Regions from separate parts of the Mus musculus genome. Here region 1 is linked to region 2. A link is a contact called in public HiChIP or PLAC-seq data. All regions are on one chromosome and are shown on one strand. The core of a region is the stretch at or near the end of the contact, and the rest is flanking DNA. Distances in the headings are between cores, read along the strand shown.

The links. HiChIP or PLAC-seq counts read pairs in DNA pulled down with a chosen protein or histone mark.
Region 1: a FOXA1 HiChIP or PLAC-seq map of pancreatic cancer cells shows a contact between it and region 2. The contact joins the promoter of Ppp1r14a here to the enhancer-like site in region 2. A contact is called at or near these places in 6 of 39 promoter capture datasets (the 3T3-L1 cell line, 3T3-L1-derived adipocytes, cranial neural crest and 2 more), 4 of 115 datasets of contacts at active chromatin or transcription factors (embryonic midbrain, embryonic stem cells, pancreatic cancer cells and 1 more) and 1 of 9 other capture datasets (embryonic stem cells).

Annotation. Positions count from the first base shown.
Region 1 is chr7:29,287,611-29,292,091 of GRCm38.p6, reverse strand. It overlaps Ppp1r14a (protein phosphatase 1, regulatory inhibitor subunit 14A), which reads right to left and starts at 2,772. Exons shown (of 4, transcript NM_026731.3): 1 at 2,557-2,772; 2 at 502-582; 3 at 9-41. The coding sequence starts at 2,757. It overlaps Gm45977 (a long non-coding RNA gene), which reads left to right and starts at 3,793. Exons shown (of 4, transcript XR_003946629.1): 1 at 3,793-3,896.
Region 2 is chr7:29,004,378-29,009,216 of GRCm38.p6, reverse strand. It overlaps Ryr1 (ryanodine receptor 1, skeletal muscle), which reads left to right. Exons shown (of 106, transcript NM_009109.2): 100 at 16-162; 101 at 699-833; 102 at 3,566-3,722; 103 at 4,370-4,434; 104 at 4,692-4,792. Among named protein-coding and RNA genes, the nearest start is that of Gm38979, 23 kb to the left of the region's middle. Within about 2 kb of position 1,441, at least 92 of the 459 cell types and tissues checked have an H3K27ac peak or open chromatin away from gene starts, as enhancers often do. A contact at or near this core is called in pancreatic cancer cells, where this site is marked.

The DNA of each region.
Region 1 (4,481 bases), core at 1,523-4,022, 280 kb before region 2:
AAACTCACCTCTGTGGGATTTGCACAAGCCTCCAGAAGTCCCTGGGGGATGGGGGAGAGCAAAACAAAACAAAAGCCAAGACAAACAAACAAACAAAAACCAGTAAATAGATGACACCTATTCCCTCAGAGGCCCTTCCCTTTCCCAAGGGAACAAGACTTCTTGATCCGCCCAAGTGGCTTCAAGCAGGAGCTCAGAGTGACCAGCTCCAGAAGGCTAGAAGGCCAAGCCTCTGTGGTCAGGTCAGCGGGGAAGGACAGGACAGGGGCAGCCTGGGTTGGGCTCCTAGCTTTGGACAAGCTGTGTGACCCTGAGCAAACACTTCAGCCCTGCTGAGTCTCATTTTCCTTTCGGTGGTAAATGTTTTATAGCGTTTTGTGGAGGATTTAGTGTCTGGCTTAGCAAGTGTTTAATAAACATGTCAACTTGGCTTGTCCTGTTTAGGGCTCTGTGATTTGTTGGACTGGGGGAGGGACGACTCTCTCCTTTCTCTCCACCTACCTGGATTTTCCGGCATCTTTCCTCTTCACTGTCCAATTCCAATAGCTCATCGATGTTGACCTCGTCCGGCATGTCTGACTCCTACGGCCAGGGAGAGTGGACTGGTCAGAGTCCATGTCTCCCTGTACCCACTCCACAGCCTTTTGTCAAGGGCTCTGGAGGCACTTCACCAACCCCAGGCCCAGCTGGCCGGGCCTGCAGCGATAGATGATGTGGCAGGCAGGGACAGCACCACCGAGTCAGACATCTGGGTGGGGTGTGGGGGTGAGGGGGGTGACAGATGGGTGGAAGGAGGCCCAGGCCTTGGTACCAGCCCGATCAATCGATGCCTGCACCCTTGGTTCAGCCCCGGGGGCCTTGGGGCTGGCACAGGGCTCTCTCCTTGGCTGCAGTCCCTACTCAGCAAAGCAGGCCCAGTCGAGTCTGGGAATGTCAGATTCTAGGATTTGGGGAGGGATTGGCTTCTGCCCTTTCAAGGGAAAGTCTTAGCAGTGGTGTGGGGGAGGGGAGACTGCTGGGGCGGGCCCCTTCCCCTGGGGACAAGAAGGGTTTTGGGGCTTATGGCCAGCCAGACCTCCCTGGGCCACATCACAGGCTGCTCAGTCAGAGAAGTGACCACCTAGGCCCACCATGGCCGGCTAACAGGAATCATCTCTGAGGGGAGGCTAAGGCCTCGTGGTGGTGATACAAAGGATATCTGAACATGTTGTGGACAAGATCCAGCTGTCCTGGGCCAGAGACCACTGGACCTAAGCTTCTACTTTGCCAGCTCTGCTGCCCAGCTGGGCAATGAGGGTGCTGTCCTGTGTGGGAGAAGGGATCTCTGGCATCTAAGTGTGCTGGGCCCGAGACTGAGGGGCCTACTTGCCTTGAGAGAGTGTAGCCAGTGTGGCTGCCTCTCTAGTGTGGCTGTCCCAGGTCAGACATGGCAAGCTGTAGGGACTATCTTTATTTATCTTTTTTTTTCTTTTTCTTTTTTTTAAGATAGGGTCTTTCTGTGTATCCCTGGATGACTTGGAACCCACTCTGTAGAACTGGCTGGCCTCGAACTCACAGAGATCTCTCTGCCTCTGCCTCCTCAATGCTGAGTCTAAAAGGTGTGAGGTGCACCATGCCAGGTTTGTTTTAGACTTTTCAGACAGGGTCTCCTTATCCAAGGTCGTCCTTGAACCCCTAACCCTCCAGCCTTCACCTCTCAAGTGCTGAGGTCACAAGCGTTAGCGGCCCTGCCTACCTTGGTTTCTAGTGTTCTGTGTTCCTGGGACACTTTTACCAGTTCCGTGTGTAATTTCCACAGACGTGTGTGTGTGTGTGTGTGTGTGTGTGCATGCGTGCGTGCGCGCGTGCACATGCACACAGAACTTTAACATCTGCCACTCTGTTTGTAGACAGCCATACTTTTCTTTTTTGGCAGCAGATAATGGCCCATGTAACTTGAGTCACTCTGTGTCCCTGGATAGCTATTGGAGCTTGGAGCACCCCAGCTGGAACTGATGTGTATCTGTGCCCAGCTGTATCTCTTCACTTGGCGCCCAGGGGGGTTGTGTTGTGCGTGCATGTCAGTATTCCATGGCAGGCCATGTTGTCCCTTAACTTAATCCACTTGTGTTCCTGTGAGTTTGTGTGTGGCTCACTTTGGTGCTATGTCTGAGTGGCTGTGACTTCCGTCATCTGTGAAAATTGTTGTTTCCTCTGCTGAGAGTCTCTGCTGTCCTATCTCCCTTGTCACCCATGTCTATGTTTGGCTTAAGGACATCCCCTGTCCCTATCCGTTCTCTCAATATGTTGGCTCTGCCCGCCACCCCCCATCTCATCCCCAGCCCTTCCCAGTTGTCTGGGTTGATTGGACGCACACATGTCTGGGGATCCTGGGTGCATGTCTGAGTGTCCGCGAGCTGGATGCCTCTAAGCACCGAGACCAGCGCCTCGGGCCATGAATCCTAGCAAAGGCCGCAGTCGGTGCACCAGCGAGCAAGTACTAGGGTCACCGAGGTCGCAGGGTTGCAGGGTCTTAGGCTACCTCCGTCCCTCAGCCCCGGCCCCTCTGAGTCTCACCCTGCCGCGGTACAGCTCCTCCAAGCATCCGTCGATCCACTTCTCCACGTCCAGCCGTCGCTGCAGCTCCCGTCGGTCGTACTTGACCGTGACTCGCGCGTGCCGCTTCTGCAGCCCGCTGGGGCTGCCCCCCGGGCCGCGGGCCCGCGACGGGGACTGCAGCTTGCTCAGCACGCGCTTGCCCAGCCGCTGCGCAGCCATCGTACCGTCACCCGCTGCCCCTACTTTGCGCCCTGCCTCGCGCTCCGGGATCTTAATGGCCGGGGCGGGGCCACCGGGGGCGGGGGCTCGTGCTCTGGGACCCGCCCCTCCCCGATCGCCGGGCCTCAGTTTCCCTTCCTGCAGAGGCAAGCTGGCTAATGTGCAGCCTTCAAGCCCGGGGTCCTGCGGGGGTTCAGATGGGTGGGGGCGGGGTGCCCATCTTAGAGTGCCCCAGGGCAGGCATCTCCGGGCGGGGTCCCAGGACACGCTCTAGGGTCCGTCCTGTGCTCCCTCTGGCGGCAGCGAAGGGTGTTGCAAGGGCGCCAGGCCTAGCTGTACGGGAGGGGGATCCCACTGAAGTTTCTCTTTTTAAGAGGGACCTATTAGTCTGGCCTTAAACTCCTAAACCTCCTGTCTCCACCTTCTAAGTGATGCGATTCCAGACCTGAGCCACCACACTCAACTTTTTCTTTCTCACCCCTGCTCCCAGAAGGTGATCGGAAACGGACCCCAGGAGTGTTAAGCCAGTGCTTGAATCATCTTTTAGTTTACCCCGCTCATTCACGCACTTTTCCATCCACTTATTTCCATTTATTCACTTGTTCCTGTTGCGATCATAAAAAGAGATAAAGCTGTACAAGAACATGTTCTGGGGGGTGTGAGGAAGGGGATGTCTCGGCGGGCCCATGCCAAGGCATCCCTTCCCCCTGAGAGACCAGCCACACTGACGGTATACCATGGAATAGAGTTTATTCAGGGCATGGGGAAGAGAGTTAAGAGGCAGAGAAAGGCAGAGAGAAGGAGAGAGTAGAGAAGTAGAGGCCGGCCATGGCCACGTGGAGAGAGGGGGTAAAGGAATGGGGAGAGAGGGGGAACAAGGAGGCAAGAGGGAAGAGAGGCAAGAGTAGGAGAGAAAGAAAGGGAGGAGGGGCCAAGCAGCCCCTTTTATAATGGGCCAGGTCTACCTGGCTGTTGCCAGGTAACTATGGGGAGGAGCATACCTGGCTGCTGCCAGGTAACTGTGGGGGTGGAGTCCAGACAGAATACCAACACTCCCAGTACACATTGTTTACTGAGTGTGTCAACAGCATGTGACTTGGGTGCTTAGGAGGCGGAGGCGGGAGATTCAGGAATTCAAGGTGAGGGTAGGCTACAGAGTGAGCTTCAGAGTCCAGGACAAGCTGAGCTGTGGACCCTGCCCAGATAGATAGATAATGATAGATAGATAGATAGACAGACAGACAACAGCCTGGGTGAGCGAGATGGCTCCCTTGGTAAAGAGGCTTGGTGCTAAGCCTAAGGACCCCGCACATGAATCTCAGCTATTGAGGAAGGGTGGTAAAGACAGTACAAGAGAGGCCGAGGTAGACTGATGAAAATTCGAGGTAAACTTGGACTACATGCTGAGAATTACCTCAAATATGGGAGGCAGGGGTACCTGGAGAGATGGCTCAGCAGTTAAGAGCATCAGCTGCTCTTGTAGAGGAACCGGATTCAGTTCCCAGCACATACACACATGTACACACATGTACACACACACACAAACACACACGATGGCTCACATCCACTTGTAACTCCTGTTTCAGGGAATCTGATGCCCTCTTCTGGCCTCCAAGGGCTCCTGAAGAATACACCCAGCACTCGGGCATGCACAAGCATGTGCTATGTCAGGCACTGTACTAGGCAGCGCAGAACCAAGTCCCCCTAGTGCTCACGCTGCGGCA
Region 2 (4,839 bases), core at 192-2,691:
CCCGTTTATATTCAGTCTTTCCTGTATCTGGGCTGGTACATGGTGATGTCCCTCCTGGGGCACTACAATAACTTCTTCTTTGCTGCCCACCTCCTGGACATCGCCATGGGAGTCAAGACGCTCCGCACCATCCTTTCATCTGTCACTCACAATGGAAAGCAGGTGTGGAGAGGACCTGGCAGGGGCCTGCGTGGAGGTGTGGGAGTGGCAGAGGGAGAGGGGTGGTGATCAAGAGATACTGGGGAAGTGGGCATGATAGCTGTGTTTGTGGGAACAAGGAAGTGAGGGCGGAGTCATCTTTGAGGGGCGGGGGTAAAGAGGTGTCTTAGAGTGGTGGGAGGGGAGGGGCTTCCCGAGAGGGGAGAGGCGTGGTAATCTGAAAAGGTCTGAGCCAAGATTAGAACATTCTTTGGTTTGTTCTTGTGCGTTGTGGGGAGGTTATTTCAGACGCTCCAGTCTATGTAGCCCTGAGTGTTCTGGAACTCACTGTTTAGACCAGGCTGGCCTTGAACTCAGAGATCTGCTTGCCTCTTCCTCCCGACTGTTGGGATTAAAGGCATGCACCACCACAACAGGCCTAGGGCATTCTGGGAGAGGGCAGAATGGAGCGTGGAAGAGGCTCCAGAATCCAAAGGGTCAGAGAATTGAGGGCCCTATCTAGAAGGACCTAGAGCTGACGAGTGCTCACCTGTCCCCAGCTGGTGATGACCGTAGGGCTCCTGGCCGTAGTGGTCTACTTGTATACAGTGGTGGCCTTCAACTTCTTCCGCAAATTCTACAACAAGAGCGAAGATGAGGACGAGCCTGACATGAAGTGTGATGACATGATGACGGTGAGCCCTTCCCCCATGCCCGTTCGCAAGTTACTAAATAGCTTCATTAGAGTTACTGTTGCTGTGGTGAAACAACTGGCCAAGAGCAGCTTAAGCAGGAACAGGTTTGTTTCACAGTTCCATCCAACAGTTTATCCCCCAAAGCAGTAAGGGTCGCAACTCAAGCAGGGCTGGAACATGGAGGAAGGAGCTGATGCAGAGGCCATGGAAGGGTGCTGCTTACTGGCTTGCTCCTCGTGGCTTTCTCAGCCTGCTCTCTCATAGAACCCAGGACCTCCAGCCCAGAAGTGGCCCCATCCACAATGGACTGAGCCCTTCCCCCATCAATTACTACTTAAGAAAATGAAGAGGAAAAAAAAAAAAGAAGCTGGGTGTGGGTGTGGTGGCTCATGCATTTAACCCAGAACTGGGGTGTCAGAGGCACGTGGATCTCTGTGAGTTCCTCACCAGCCAGGGCTACACAGCAAGACCTTATCTCAAAACAAGACAAAAGTGCCTTCAGATCGTTGGTGGCATGGCTGTAGCTGGGCCATGGAGCTGAGGCTCGCAGGATCATCCACAGCAGCTGTGGGCATTGCTGTTGGAAAGGCAACTTTCTGTACTCCCTGAGTGGGATGACTCAGAGCAAACAACTCGCCTACTCCCTCTGGCCTGGCCACCTGGGACTTCCCAGAGCTACCGCAGGAAGGCCCAAAAGGAAGATGTGGGATGGTGGTGGTCCACATCTTTAATCTCAGCACTTGGGAAGGCAGAGGAAGGCAGATGGATCTCTGAGTTCCAGGACAGCCAGGGCTACACAGAGAAACCCTGGCTCAGAACTAACCCCTCACCCCCTGCCAACAAAAAAAGACACAACAAAACGAAAAATCAGAGATCTGGCCCTACCTGAGTCTAACCACAGTCCTTATTGCTTCTAATTTTTGGCTTCCTGGTCCTTTTTCAGTTCCTCTAGGACCACATGTTTCCTTCCACTTCTGCTCTTCTGCATTGACCTTTCTCTGCCCTGTACCAAGCCTAACAGCCACACCCCTTCGCCTGACATCTTACTTTCCAAATTAAATGCTGCCTACCAATACTTGGGCCCGGGCATCAACATAATCGGTCACTTCTTCATCTCCCTCCTTGTCTTTGTTCATAGTAGCTTCTTTCTTCAGCCCCACCAAACTTATTTCAGTTCCTCATGAAAGCAAAAAGCAGTTTCTCTCTCTCTCTCTCTCTCTCTCTCTCTCTCTCTCTCTCTCTCTCTCTCCATATATGGTTTTTGCTTACATGTATGTCTGAGTTACAGACAGTTACAACCACATGGCCACATGGTGTGTCTGGGAATTGAACCTGGGTCCTTTGGTAGAGGAGCTGATCCAACTATCTAGTCTCCTACCTCTCAAAATAAAATAAAATAAACTTTGGTCCATGTGTGATTAGGTTGGAGCCCAGGGCCTTGATACACACCCAGGCCTCTCCCAGCGAATCCTCTCTTCCCCATTGGTGGTGTACCATGTGGTTTTGAGTACCTGGAACATTCTCTCCCATCACCCATCACCCATTCTGGTAACACCTCCTTCGGGTTCCAGCTTGGAGACTCTTCCCCCTCCCGCATGAAGCCATTCTGGTCTCAGCTCTGAGGCTAGGCATGCATCCTGGAGCTTGTAAGAGTTCTTGCACTTTCTTCAGCTCCTAGTAATGACAGTGTTCCTCCCTGATCCCTCTCTCCCCGTCACCTCACACTAACTTTCTGGTCCTTCCAATTCTCAACATAGTCAAGGTTGCCCTTGAACTTGTGATCCTCCAGCCTCTCCCTGAGATGCCAGCCATGTGACACCATCCTGTTTTAGGTGATGCTGGGGATCATGTCCAGGGCCTCATGCATACCAGATGAGCACCCCATCTGGATACAACTGGGGTTCACCTCCAGCTCCGACCCTTGCATTAGTCACATTTCTACCCAATGTGACCAGCAAAGGCAACTTGGGAAGAGGGATTGTTCTGACCCTACTTTGAGAATACAGTCCACCGTGGCGGCAAGAGCACAAGGTGGCTGGTCACTGTAATCCCCAGTCAGAAAGCCGTTCGAGAAGAATGCCTTTGTAGGGAGAATCTCTTGTGTACTGTGTGGAAACATCTGTCAATCAAAAGCCAATGACCTACAAGCTGAGGCAGGAAGTAGGAGGTGGGAGTTCCAGCAGGGAGAGAGGAACTGTGGGATAGCATCAGGCACAGGAAGAGATTCTCCTGGAACTCTGAGGAGACAGACACCTGAAGCCAAGGAGAGGTAGCTAGCCATGTGGTACTCAGAATAGAATAAATGTGTTAAGTAAGTTATGAGCTAGTCAGGGAAGAAGCCCAAGTGTATGGCCTAGGCATTTATTCATGAATAATTAAGTCTCATAGTCATTATTTTAGAAACTTGCTTTTTTTTTTTTTTTAATTCATTCTGGGACTCCAAACCCACACTGGGGCCACATTCAGGCTAGGTCTTCCTGTCTCAATAACCCGATCTAGAAACTTCCTCATGGACGTGTCCAGAAGTGTGTCTTCTAGTTGAGTCTAGATCCTGTCAGATGATGATCTGAACAATCGCGAGCCCATGCCTTCCTGTGACAGCCATGACACTACCCAGCTGTGAGAGGCAAGGCCCAGGGTTCTCTGCCACTGCTCTGTCTCCAGGCCCACCTAGTCCAGGCTTCCGGTAGGTGCTGTGGCTGTTAACTGGGCGGCCTGCCCCTTCTCCCCAGTGCTACCTGTTCCACATGTATGTGGGCGTCCGGGCCGGTGGAGGGATCGGGGACGAGATCGAGGACCCGGCCGGCGATGAATATGAACTTTACCGGGTCGTCTTCGACATCACCTTTTTCTTCTTCGTTATCGTCATTCTGCTGGCTATCATTCAGGGTCAGTGCTGGCTGGGGGGTGGGGGGGAGGGGTGCATAGTCCCTAGAGGCTGGCTAGCTCGATGGTTAGCTCCCTGGCTTAGCCCCTCCTTACTGTGAGACCTGAGACAGGTGGTCTCTCTGAGCTTTGGTTTCTCCATCTGAAAAATGGAGGAGTTGAAACAAGGCACCACAGCTGGGCAGTGGTGGCGCACGCCTTTAATTTCAGCACTCAGGAGGCAGAGGCAAGTGGTTCTCTGAGTTTGAGGCCAGCCTGGTCTACAGAGTGAGTTCCAGGTCAGCTGGGGCTACACAGAGAAACCCTGTCTCGAAAAACAAACAAACAAAAAACAACCCCCCCAAAACAACAGCAACAACAACAAAAAAAAAATCCCAGGTACCAGAGACCTACCATAAGCTTGAGGCCAACCTGGTCTCTGTTCCAGGCCAGCTGAAGCTACATAGGGAAAAAATAACTAGGGTGTTACTGGTACTAAGCTCAGAGACTGCCAGGAAGATTAAGCCCTGCATTGCTTTGAAGTGTGTGTCTATCCTAAGTACTCAGTAAACACCTGCTTCTCCTCTTCTTGGGAAGTGTGATAAGAGTAAGAAACACGGCCCAGAGGTACTCGGTGAACCTGGGTCTTGACCTATGTCCTGCCACCTCAGGTCTGATTATTGATGCTTTTGGGGAGCTCCGAGACCAACAAGAGCAAGTGAAGGAAGACATGGAGGTGCGTTGTGCCCAAGAGTGAATCTAAGGAATTATGGGATACATAGGGACAAATAATTGGGGATATTACTGGTACTAACCTCAGAGCTTGCCAGGGAGATTAAGCCACACATTCCTTTGAAGTACTCAATAAACACCTGCTTCTATTCTGCTTGGGAAGTGCGGTGAGGTTAGGAAACGCATGGGAGCAAGGCAAGGCCCAGAGGTACTAGATGTCACCGAGCCTTCCTTGACTCTGACATCTTCCGTTGTCCTCAGACCAAGTGCTTCATCTGTGGAATAGGCAGTGACTACTTCGACACAACCCCACATGGGTTTGAGACCCACACTCTAGAAGAGCACAACCTAGCCAATTACATGTGAGTGTGGGAAGTGATGGGTGATCAGAGGGTGGGAGTGAGCCTGT